Regions from separate parts of the Canis lupus genome. Here region 1 is linked to region 2. Evidence: chromatin contacts called from public Hi-C data. All regions are on one chromosome and are shown on one strand. The core of a region is the stretch at or near the end of the contact, and the rest is flanking DNA. Distances in the headings are between cores, read along the strand shown. Region 1 holds the start of TRPC4AP (short transient receptor potential channel 4-associated protein). Region 2 holds the start of ACSS2 (acetyl-coenzyme A synthetase, cytoplasmic).

Region 1 (6,777 bases), core at 2,196-4,695, 180 kb after region 2:
GCAGAGACAGGATTGAGGAGGAGGAAGACTGAGCTCTCACAAACAGTATTTCAATTCAAACAATTTTCTGAGTCCTGGATATCAAGGGCCTAACACTGTTTCAGGCTCTGCAGACACAAAATCCCTTAAGAAGCCCAGTCTAATAGCTACAAGTTGACGGCAACTATTACTGAACATCTACTATCTGCCTCACGCTGGCCAAGCTTTTTAGACATCTGATGTTACTTACTCTTCCGAACACCCCTACGAACATCAGATTCCCTTTTTAGAAATAAGGAAACAGAGGTTCAGGAAGTTTAAATAACATAACCTAGGTCACTCAACTAGTAAGTAATGGAACTAGGGTTCAATCCAAGTCCAGCTTTCTTCAAAGTCTGGTCTTCTTCAAGGAAATCCTGTTACATGCCACAATATGGACAAAGGACATTAAGCTAATCGGAATAAGTTAGTCACAAAAAGACAAATATTGTTTGATTTCACTTCTATGAAGTACAGAAAGTCATCAAATTCCTAGAAACAAAAAGTAGAATAGTAGTTGCCAAGGGGGTGGGAGGGGAGTTTTTTTTAATGGGAAGAGTTTCAGACTAACAAAGTGAAAAAATCCTGGAGATCTGATTCACAACAATGTGAATATGCTTAACACTACTGAATTGTACAAGTAAAAAATGGGTAAGATGGGGGTTCAGCGGTTGAGTGTCTGCCTTTGACTCAGGGTGTGATCCCAGAATCGAGTCCCGCACTGGGCTTCCTGCATAGAGCCTGCTTCTACCTCTGCCTGTTTCTACCTGTCTCTCTCTCTCTCTCTCTCTCTCTCTCTCTCTGTCTTTCATGAATAAATAAATAAAATCTTTTTAAAAATGGGTAAAATGGGAAACTTCATGTTTTTTGTTCATCACAACTTAAGGTTTTTTTCCAATCTGGTCTCTCCCAGTATACTATATACCATAATGGACCTGCTTACTGTGATATGGAAATGCCTTTGAGGAAAGAATTTACCTCTAATGTGGGGAAAGGGAGTGTGGGGGGCAAGGAAGAGATAAAGTTACCAAGAAAGGATACATTTGAAAGATGAAATTCCCCACTTTATCATCAGGAGAGTTTTAGGAAGATCTCTCCATCCTACCTCTAAAAGAGCTTTCACACCTGCATACAACTACTGATTACCACAATAATCAGCCTAAACCAGGCTCAAGAATATTCTAGCACCCTTCTATCTGGTGAGCTTCTCCAATCCTCTCCCATTCCAAGTCATCCAGCACTGCAAACAAATTAAGTGTCCTAAATTGCCTCATTTATTACGGCAAATGACTTCTGTGGCTCCCTACTGCCCTCAGAATGTAAAGGATTTGCAAGATGCGTGTTGAGTAGGACCTGGTGGCTCAGGAGTTGAGCGACTGCCTTCCGCTCAGGGCGTGATCCCAGTCTGGGGATGGAGTCCCGAGTTGGGCTCCCTATGAGGAGCCTGCTTCTTTCTCTGCATCTCGCATGAATAAATAAAATCTTAAAAAAAAAAAAATGGGTGTTTAGTAGATCACCTAAATTTTCTGAGCCTCATCTGTGTTGAGAGGAGTCCTGACACCTCATTCAAAAGACTGAAGATTAAATGAAGACATTGTATACTTGCACAATCTTTGATCTGAAGTAGGTACTCAGTGAAGGTGAGTTAGCTCCCTTTCTGCCTGTCTCTACAACCCAGCTAGGTAAAGCATTCTGGTTTAAAGAGCAAGTCTTTCCAGGATGTGAAGGCAGATAGAGAAGAACGCAAGGGGGAAAAAGTTGCTCAACTATGATTATCTGATGTTCAGGAAAATACTGCTCACCCAGAACTGGTTCTTCATCTGTAACCCACTAACACAGAGACCACCTAGTTTTTATCTTTATTTTGTCCTGTTAATGATAGGAGTAATATTGAAATGGCTATATAGTAGTATAGTGTGAAAAATCTCACTCCCAATCCCTCCCCCATCTACTCAATTGCCACCCACTCCACCAACCACTTTATTAGTTTTTTGTGTATCCTTCAAAAAGTTTTTATATGCAAAAGCTGTCTTTAAATTAATTTTTTTACAGGTGTGTTTGCAACCTAAGTTCTGGGAATGAAGGGGGTGGGGGGTAGCGAAGACCCTAGGTCTCTTCATCCTGCCTTACCCTAAAGCAGTGTCCTTCATTCATTCAAAAAGTACTAATCATATATTGGGCCCCTATTATAAGCCAGATACCAAGTACAGCATTAACTGATTATCCTTCAAGTCTTACTAAGCAACAAAAATGCACTTAACGCTTTACACAAATTCTCCATTGATCCTCACTGCACCTTAGGAGGCAGGTTACTAATTATCAGCTCCATTTTACAAATGAGAAAACCGAGGCACCAAAAGGTAACTTGTTCAAGCAAGGCTCTGAATCCAGGCCTGACTCCAAAGTCCTCGCTCTTAACCATGACGTTCGACGTCGGCAAAACAGATACAGTCCCTGCACCCCTTGGAGCTCAGACGAACATGGGATACAGGCGAGAAAAAGGGTAGACAACAAAGAAATATGTAATTACAGACTAAGAAAGTAATGTGAGCGAAATGAATTCAGGGCTGTGACTGAATAACAATGGGGACCTATTTTGGAACCGGGGTGGGGGGTAGTGTCAAGCAAAGGCCTCTCTGAGAGAATGACATTTATGATAGGCTTGAGAACCGTTCGGGGGCTGCAATAATGACCCACCGCCCAATTCACGGGGGAGAAACTCGAGGCCCTTAGAAGCTAAAGCAAACTCGTCCAGGGTCTCCCAGATGTGTAGACGTGGCGCAGGGTTGGGAGGATCCAGGAGCCCGGCCCCGGGCTGGTACACGCCATCGATGCCCGATGCAGCCCAGTGCCGCACGGCCCCTAACCGGGCCCTCCAGCCGGCTGCTGCCCACCGCCCCGCGGCGGCTGACAGCATCCGGACAGCCTGCAGGAAGGCCCCGCGGCCAGCCAAGAGGGGTCGGGCCCATACTGCGGCGGCCTGGAAAGGCCTCTTCTCCGGCCCCCCGCCAGCTCCCGCCCGGTCCGCCCCGCCCCGCCCCTCCGGGCCGGCTTCGTACCTGCACCGCCCGGACCAGGCCCCGGCCGGTCAGCTGGCCTTGCCGCAGCTGCAGCAGGATGTTGCCAGGCCGCGGCCGGCCGCCCCATCCGCCCCAAGCCGCTACCGTTGCCGCTGCCCGTCGCCCTCGGCCGGCCCCAGACCCAGCAGCCGCCGGCGCCGCCGCCATGTCTCCTCGTCCGACAAACAGGAAGCAAGCGGCCCCGGGGCCGCGGAGATTTCTACGGGACGGCGGAGGGGTCGCCGCAGCGCCCCCAGTGGGCCGACGGCGGAGGCGCAAGCCGCGTGGCAGGGGCCGTGCGCGCCGCGGGGCCTTCTGGGAAATGTAGTCTTGCTCGCTGGCGGGGCAGGTGAGAAAGACAGATGTGGAGTTTTCTGAGCACTTGCTTTTGGAGCCGCTCGGTCCAGCATTTCAGCGAGGTGCCCCGAGGTCAAAGACAAGTTCTGCGTGCGCATTCTCCCATTTCTTGCCTGTTTGGGGAGGTTACAGCCAATTGGCTAGGAAAAATCCTGGGCTCCAGTCCAGGAATCAAGCTGCCTAGCCTGATTCCTGCCTGCCTCTCTCGGCCTCTGACTCGGTGCAGAGGGACCTCGGCTCTCTGCCCCTTAATTTTCTTTTAGTTCCTTCGATCAATAGCTCCTGGGAACGTGTTCAGCCGGTAAGTAGTTCCTAGGGGCCTGCTCTGTGCTCGGCCAGAACCGGTCACTGTGAATACAGTGGTGAGCAAAACAGACTAACTAGGTCCCTGTTTTGGAATGCAGGCTACAGCAGAAGACAACAAAATCCATGCAGAAATAAATTGACGAAGTTGTGTAAGTGGGTAGGTTGTGAAGTTAAGTGAAATAATGGAAAGGGATCGGTAAATTATGACCTCTTATCCTTCGTTAGAGGAAACTTGTCCTAATTTCTCCCCACCAGACAATATGTTCTCTCTACTCTGAGCCCATGTAATCATTCTTTTGGCAAGCCTCTGTGTCAGAATTGTATTGTTGCCTCCCCTTTTCCTTTCCTAAAAGGGGTCTTGTACCATTAATGAAAGAATGCCTCGGTGTAATGCAATGAGGAATGGTGGAGATTGTGTCTTATTTATCACCCAAACCATAACACTTTTAAAAGAAAAGAGACACAATTAATAATTATGCTGGGACAGCAGGCATGGTGACCATTATCCCAGTTTGCCCCATACATGCCTGCTGTTTATGTTACAAGACCCCTCCCAGGAAAGGAAAGGGGCAAGCAACAATGTCCATCTAAAATGATTGGTCTCTACTGGCTTCCAGCAGATAGTTGCTGGAGCTTCTGGTTTTTCCAGAAAAGCCAAATATCTGGGTTTTTATGTGAAGTTCCCAAATTTTGAAAACTCCACGGACCAAATAAAACCCTGTCTCTTTTTGACCACTGGAACAGGAAGACCAGAAACTGGTCCATGGATACATGGAAGTTGAGCATGTGGTAAAGAGGATATTTCAAATCAATAGGGAAAAAAAGAAAAGCTTAGGTCTTTCGCTTCACACCACATTCTAAAATGAATCTCAGACATATTAAAAGCTATATATAACGAGGGCACCTGGGTGGCTCACTTGGTTAAGCACCTGACTGATGATTTTGGCTCAGGTCATGATCTCAGGATGGTGAGATTGAGCCTGAAGTCAGTTCAGAACTCAGCAAGAAATCGGCTTGAAGATTCTCTCCCTCTACCCCTCTCCCCACACATGTGCATGTGTGTGTGCACACTCTCATTCTCTCTCTCTCTCTCTCAAATAAATAGATAAAAGCTATATATAAAGTGAAATGAAAGTACAGTTCTAAAACTATAGTGGTGATGATTATTCAACTCTAAATTTACTAAAAATCATTGGATTGTGAACTCAAAATGGGTGAATGTTGTGATACATGAATTATACCTCAACAAAGCTGTTAAAAAATCAAAGCATAAAAATAATAGAAGTGAATCTGTGAAAATACTTTTATTATTTGGGGGTAGAAAAGTTCTTCTTAATCAGAAAACCCAGAAATCATGAATATGAAAAGTTTGACAAGTTTGAGCTCAATAATATTAAAACTTCCATACAGGACACTATAAACAACCATGAGAGGCAAGAGATATTCTTGGAAAGAGTTAATATCCAGAATTTACAAAGAACATACTGTGCCCTCTGCCATAAGTTTTCATTCCCAGGAAGCTCTGAATAGCTTGCTTCCTCATGTACTCCAGGCTTCTGTTCAAGGGGAGACCTTCCCTGACCACCCATATAAAATAGCATTTCTTACACTCTTAATCTTATTACCTGCTTTATTTGCTTGTACCATCTCCACCTGACATACAGTTGTTTATTTTTTGCACTCCTACTTCTGACTAGAGTATATTTTTGGTCTGTTTTGTTTATGGTCATATTCATCTCCAGCACCTAGAATAGTACTTAACACAACAGGTGATCAAATATTTGTTTATTGGGTCAATGAATTAACAACCCAATAGAAAAATAGAAATGAACAGGCAATTCACAGAAGAAAAGTCAATGACTAGTAAATGTGCAAAAAGATGCCCATCCTCAATTTTACTAATAGTAGAATGTTAATGGTCAGAACATAAATTGCTATATCTTTCTGGAAAACAATTTTTAGGAATGTGAATTAAGTTAAAGGAAGTCCAATCTTTTGGGGGCACCTCGGTGGCTCCATGGTTGAGCATCTGCCTTTGGTTCAGGTCATGATCCCCGGGGTCCTGGGATAGAGTCCCACATCAGGCTCCCCAGAGGGCCTGCTTCTCCCTCTGCTTATATCTATGCTTTTCTCTCTGTTTGTCTTTCAGGAATAAATAAAATCTTTAAAAAAAAAAGAAATTCAAACTTTTTGACTCAGTAATTACTCCTTTAGGCATCTCTTCTAATATTATTTGATATCATGATCACATACAAAAATGCTTATTGTGTTGTGGTTGTAAAAACAGAAACGTCACCATAAAATAGAATGTTTAAATAGATTCTAATATTTCAATAAAATTGAAATATAGTAGCGTCATTGAATATCATTGTTTACAAAATAAAATACTAAGATTTCAAATAATATTAAGCATGCATATCCTTTGATCTGCTTCCAGGAATTTATGTTCTAGCAACAATGAAAGAGGTATACCAAGATATATTACTAGAATAGCCAGTGATGAGGAACTTGGGTGGCTTAAGAGTCAGTTAAGCATCTGACTCTTGATCTCAGCTCAAGTCTTGATCTCAGGGTCATGAGATCAAGCCCTATATTAGGCTTAAAAAAATAAAATAAAAATGAAAAAAAAGAATAAAAATGAAAAAAAAAAAAGAATAAAAATGAATAAAAGAATACTCAGGCAGTTATATCAACATATTGAAAACAATCTAAATATCATCAGAAGGTGACTAAATGTATCTATACAGAATACTCTGCAGCTATTACATACACATGGACATGGGAAGATGTTCAAGACACAGTCATGAAATGAAAAAACCCATTGAAGACCAACATGTATCATGTGATCCCATTTATGTTAAAAAGTATCTACTTATATAATTTATGTATATATTGCAAAATTTAGAAGACTGTGCACAAAATAGTTAAAAGTAGTTATCACTGGGGAATGGGATTAGAAGGTGGGGGAAGAATGTTCATTTTCCTAATTTTATATTGTTATTTGCATTTTATTATGAGTATATAAAACTTTCATAAT
Region 2 (6,325 bases), core at 1,627-4,126:
ATAACATCTTTGACTACTTGATCAGTCAATAAAGCTATATTAAGCACTTATTATGTGCCAGGCTCTATGCTAGGACTGGGGATACAATGGTGAACAAAAAGATATAATATTGGGGCCCCTGGGTGGCTCAGTGGTCGAGCATCTGCCTTTGATTCAGGGCGTGATCCCAGGGTCCTGGGATGGAGTCCCACATCAGGCTCCCTGCATGGAGACTGCATCTTCCTCCGCCTATGCCTCTGCCCCTCTCTCTGTGTCTCTCATGAATAAATAAATAAAATCCTTTAAAAAAAGGTATTAGGCAAGAGATTTAATCTCCTGGAGTATCAGTTTCCTCATCTGTAAAATGGAGAAAATAATAGTATTTATCTCAGATAGTTGCAAAGATTAAATAACATGTTAGACAGTGCTTAGTATAAGATGTGGCATCTACTCAATAAATGCCATAATTATGATTATTGTTATTATTATTTCCTTAATCTCATGAGTTCTCATCTCGTCCAACCCAGTCCATTCTCTTCCCACCCTGAGGAATTCCAGCTACATTATACTTTACATGACTACTCCATCTCTAAGGATGGCGGGGCTCCCTCTCTTGTGAGGCCTCTTGCCCGAATTTCTATTGCTGCATAGTCCACAGGCAGAGGGAAGGGGCTGGCCAAGCTCCTGGGCACACATCCTCTCCTTCCCCATCCCCAGGATCTAGGCTCACAGGTAATAACTGCGGAACTGTGAAATTCTACAATAGGCCCAGCAGTTGCAGTGCCATCTGTAGACAGCAGGAGGCAGCAGTGTATTGAGAACAGCTTTAGGATTTAGGAGAAGGGTTTGGGGAGGGAAGAGAGGAGAGGGCTGACCAGAGCTCAGGGCTGAGGAAGGAAGGAAGGAGAATGACTGTCTATATAGTAGGACTGTGTGTCCATTGCCTGTGCCTTTCTCCCTACAGAGAGGTTCTCCTCAGAAGGTCTGTAGGGCTTGTTATGCTTCAGTAAACTCTGACCTCACCCTGTAGCGCCTCTCTCCACTAAGTGAGGTCAGTGCTCCCTCAGTGGTGTCCATTTCCTCAGCGTAGTGAGAAGCCCCTTGGTGGGATTTGAGTCTTCTAGTGGGGTCTATGTCTCTTTAGTTAAGTCTATATCTTCTGTATCTCCTAAGAGGAAGTCCATGTCCCCTCAGTAGAATCAGAGATTTTCAATGCCATTTAGGCCCTATTAGCAGGGTACACAGCCCTTCAGTGAGATCTGACATCCCTCAGCAAGATCTGTGTTCCCTTAAAGGAGTCCCTTCAGTAAAGTGTGTCCCCCTTCAGTGCAGTTAATGCCTTCTTGATGAAATATCTGTCTCCTCAGTGGGGTCCATGTCTACTCTATGAGTAGGAGCCCTGAGACTTTCCTTTCAGAATTGGATAGGTTCTAGATAGTAGGTCTGACCATGGGGAGTTTTTTTTCTCAGTTTAGGTTGTGTTAGACTTGTGGTCAGCTGGGCAAAGAACAAGGGAGTAGGTGGGAAGAAAGCCTGGGCCAGATGGGATAACAAGCCCTGTGTAGGCTTCAGGAGGTGAGGTCTGCCTTCTTTGACCCTCAGAATTACTCTTGGAGTTAGATATCTAAGGAGCTTTCCTGTTTTGATAGCTTATTTTGTCAACTGATGGGTGAGGTGGGCCCTTCTTGGTGGTGAGTGTAAGTGGAAGATGGAGGGTGCTGCCTGGCCTCACTTTTCTGGAGTAGAAAGGATGGAGGGAAGCCAGAAGTAATTGAACCCAGTTGTGCCAGGTGGGAGAGGTTTCTTGAAGTAAAGAGATTGGGAAGGAAAGAAGGGTGTGAGCAATTTTTTCTGTTTTGCATAGACTTTAATATTTTACAAGTATTACCTTCAGCCTGATAAGGGGAGTCAGGAAACCTAGGTTTGGCCCTAACCTGGTTGTTGTTTGCTCTGTTGCAAAAGTTTTTTCCTTTCCCTGAGTTTACCATTTGTGCAATGAGGAGGTGGGTTCATTAGCAACGACCTGAAGGGCCTCCTAGTCTTCACTTGTCTTGTAATTTACCTCTGGATGGAAATTTGCGGAGGCAGGGAGAATGAAGAAGTAAAAAAAAATCTGGGCTGGGGTGGGAGAAAATCTGAGCTGGTCCCAAGGTTAGCAGAGAGGGCATCCTGTCCCCAGGCCGTGCCCTCAGCAATGTGGGAGGAGTTTTTCCTGGGGACAGAGGGGAAGGGTTTACTCAGAATTGGGGAATAGTTCTCAGAGGGGAAGGCTGTCACCCACAAAGGACCCTACTCCACCCGGCTTTCCAACTCGGTGGGGTGACAGGCTTGTGCAATCAGATCACGGGGCGGCTCCATTATGGGCCTGATCCAACTCCTCTCCGTTGCCCAGTTCTTTCCGGCTCGAGCCCCGCCCTAACCCAACTTCTCATCTGTCACTCCAAGACCCCACCCGACCACGGTCACTCCATGATCCACCCTCCTCTCCTGTCACATCCAGCCTCGCCACTCCCCGTCACTCCATGACGAGAGGACCCACCTCCTCTACTGTCACGCCTGGCCCTTCCCCTCCTCTGTCACTCCAAAATTCCACCTCTCTTGTCACTCCCGGCTCCGCCCCTTCTGCTCACTCTACGGCTCCACCCCTTCCGCAGTCAGCCCCGCCCCTAGCCCTCAAGCAATATTCGACTTCTCCCTATTTGCTAGCCCTGGTCCCGCCCATATCGGGCGTGGCCCCGCCCCTCCAAGCCGTCCACTGCCGGGTCTGCCTCCGCCCCGCCCCCGCCCGCCTGCTCTCTCCTTCTCGCATAAGGCCCCGCCCCTCGGCCAGCCTGTTTTCCTCGCCCAGGCGCTAGGAGCGACGGTGAAGGCTCTTACAGCTCTTGGAGCTTGACGCTATGGGGCTTCCGGAGGAGCGGAGCCGGAGCGGCAGCGGGAGCGGGGAGCGGGAGGAGGCTGGAACCCGGAACCGGGTGCGGAGTTGGTCTCCGCCGCCCGAGGTCAGTCGTTCCGCGCACGTCCCGTCGCTGCAGCGCTACCGCGAGCTGCACCGGCGCTCGGTGGAGCAGCCGCGAGGTGAGGCGGGGCCCGGACGGCCCTGGGCAGGGTCAGTGAGGGGAGAAGTGGGGTTTCCAGACGAGTGAGGAAATGGGCGCTGTGCGTGGGGAACGAGGGTTTCGTGTGGAGATAGGGGTTCCTTAAAAAAAAAAAAAAAAAAGAGATAGGGGTTCCTTGGCGGAGTTGGGATTTCCCAACTCCGTGAAGAGATGAGGTTCTTGGAGGAGATAGAAAAGGAGTTCCGGGAGGACTCGGGGCTTCTGTGGGGAGGAGGAAGGTTCTGTGAGGAGCTGAGGGTTCTCTAGGAGTTGAGTTCCTTGGCAACTTGGAAATTTCGTGAGGAGATGGGGCTTCCTTGAGGAGAGCGAAAGTTCCACGAGAAAAGGAGAGTTCCAAACACGAGAGGATGGGTTCTCAGAGGTGAAGGGGCGCCTTGAGGGAAGAAGAGCCACACAACTTTCTTTGCTCACTTGCACGCCAATTCAACTGTTGCCTCCTCACACCTTTTACCGTGTGACTTAGTCTCAACTGTTGAGGGTCAGTAGCCGGTCTGGTTCCCATCCTGGGGTCCCCTAAATTAGTAACGGAGTCCCAGATCTGCTTTTCATGTTTCATAAATCCCAGTGAAAATTACGCAACGTAAGACTGAACAAGTCACTAAAATGCCACGTTTAAAAAAAAGAAGTTAGGCTGGGATTTTCATAACTCAGAAATTTTGAGATAGGCCTCTGTCTTTAAGAATGTGTGAGGAAAATTCTTTGCTCTTGCCCTCAGTCCGGGTAAGGGGTCAAGGAGTTGGGAGGCAGCACTGTGTTTGATAGTGGGATGAGCGTGGGCAATGAATCAAACCCAGAAAAATCTAGATTTAGATCCTGTGTCTACCGCTCATTCACTGTGTGGTCTTAAGCAGTTTTAAACCTGTGATTCCTTTTCTTGTCTGCAAGATGCAGATAATACTTGCCTCTAGGTTTGTTTGAGGTCTAAAGCAGGTGATGAGTGTTACGTTATTGAGTGCCTGATGCACAGTAGGCATTCAATAAATGGTGGTTAGTGTGATAACAATAAGAACAACGTGGACAAAACAATTACTGAGTAATGCAAGACAGGATTGAATCAAGCGTGGAGTGGTTGACTGTTACAGGCAGTGTCCAAGTTTGAATCCTCAGACCTGTTTTCACTTCTCTTCCTTCTCTATATTTTTTCCCCATCATGAGTTCATTTGTTTTATGTCTATTTCTATAATAATAACTTCTATATATTTACCCCTGTGCCCAGGATCCCACTTATGCGTTGATCCCAAATTTCATAGGTCTGTAGACCATTTTATTCACACACCTTGATGTTAGACCATATTTAACATGACTGTGACTGGGATTTACCAATTTTCTCTCCCAAATCTGCTTTCATCTTAATTTTCTAATCCCTGTCAATGGCAGTATCCCAAACTAAATCTCTTTCATCATCTTCTCCTCTAAAAAGATCTATCAACCATAGATAGATTCTTTTCTATCTACATATCTCATTTAAGATTATTTACTGCATACTCAGCACACATCCTGTTTGATTTGATGTAGAGACTGATATCCCCATTATATAAAGAAGAAAACAAGCATTGGGAGGTTAACTTGCACAAGGTCACAAAGCTACATAGCAGTGGATCTGGGATTTGAACTAAGGTAGTCTGGACTACAGAATCTATACTCCTGATAGCTATACTCTTCATTTTCCCTGACCCCACAGTCTGAACAGACAGAATTTCACAAAATTCTGTTAAATACTCTTTCAAAATGTCTCTGATTACCTTTTCTTCCTTTCCCGCAGAACCTTTTAATTCAAGGAAGCAGCCTCCTAATTGGTTCTCCTGTCCCCTGGGCTCATCCACCTTCAATCTCTCTTTAGAGTTATCTAAAATAAAAACTATTATATTGATATTCTGGAAATACTACTTTCATATGTCACTTCAAAAACTTTCAAGTTCCATGGTTCCTCCAATTTCAGATTAAAATTCTACCTTTCTTTCAAGGTCTGGATAATTAGCTTTACCTCACTTCTCTATTCTTACCTCTTGCTATTCCCTACCACACCTTTTATTCTAGACAAGTCATTCTCATTGATATACTGGATACACAAAGGTTTTTTTCCTATCTCCTTGCCTTTGCCTATTTCTTTCTGCTCCTCTCTACCTAGTCAAATTCCACCAATTCTACACAACTCCCTGATCATTCAGTCCATGCTCATCTTTTAATCTTCTGAACTTCTTCTGTAGTTAGAATATGTGTCAGCAAAACCTCCAGATTTCAACACCTCCACCAAAACAAAACAAAACCCCCCAAAACAAAACTAAATGCTCATAATACTCAGTTTTCTTCATTCTTATTGATACACATAAATGTGGTTCATAAATAGTTTTACCTAATCTATGCCTACTATTATCACTTAAAAATGTTTTTGAGTATATACATGTACTTGATGTAGTTGTAACAACCAACCTGATTGTGTATACTGGTTTCTAGCTATGTGGTCCTTGGGAGAGTTTCCTATGTTTCCTGAGCTTTGGTTTTCTTTGGTTTTCTCATAAGAGTAGGATAATTAATGTGTACTTCATAGGGCCATATAAAGATTCATTGAGGCCTTTTGCTTCATTGCATCTGAGAGAGCAAGATGGGTCACCAGCAGCCCTCCTGGAGCCATCTTAGGAGGTTTGGCCAGGGTTCTTCTTGCCACCTATGCTCAAACCAGCGTGGTCTAATTGGGAAATACAGCCTTAATATGGGCTGCCAGTGTTTCTGTTTATATGTGAGGGATACAGACTTAATTAAATTGGATTAGGCAAACTTTGAATGGGTCATCCAAGATACCTACCTTACTGACAGATATCCAAGATACCTACCTTCATGCTAACTCATAGTACATGAAATAAAAATTCTTCAATTATGAGTGTTTTAATATTAAAAAAAAAGATTTAATGAGGGGCGTTGGACTGGCTCGCTCAGTAGAGCATGCAACTCTTGATCTCAGGGTTTTGAGTGTGAGACACCTTGGATGTAGAGATTATTTAAAAATAAAATCTCTTTGAAAAAAAGATTCAATGAGATTAGCTCCATGACTGGTACAGGAATGGTATTCACTAAAATGCCACCTCCCATTTTCTCTCTCTTTAGTGGCCATTTAGTATTCAGTGATACTACTAGTAGTATTACTAGTTTTTATCAGTTTTTTTTTTAATTGTTGGGCTCCTGGGTTGTTTCCAATTTCAATGTTATAGTGTTACTATAAACATCTCTTTAGC

Evidence for each region. A called contact is a pair of places that touch in the nucleus more often than the background predicts.
Region 1: a contact with region 2 is called in a Hi-C map of blood, with 12 times the contacts expected there. The contact joins the promoter of TRPC4AP here to the promoter of ACSS2 in region 2. A contact is called at or near these places in 3 of 9 Hi-C or Micro-C datasets (amygdala and blood).

What each region holds. Positions count from the first base shown.
Region 1 is chr24:24,620,018-24,626,794 of UU_Cfam_GSD_1.0, forward strand. TRPC4AP (short transient receptor potential channel 4-associated protein) reads right to left here and starts at 3,446. Exons shown (of 19, transcript XM_038572091.1): 1 at 3,078-3,446. The coding sequence starts at 3,245. LOC119865658 (a long non-coding RNA gene) reads left to right here and starts at 3,380. Exons shown (of 3, transcript XR_005377786.1): 1 at 3,380-3,735.
Region 2 is chr24:24,439,189-24,445,513 of UU_Cfam_GSD_1.0, forward strand. ACSS2 (acetyl-coenzyme A synthetase, cytoplasmic) reads left to right here and starts at 2,877. Exons shown (of 19, transcript XM_038572092.1): 1 at 2,877-3,054. The coding sequence starts at 2,877.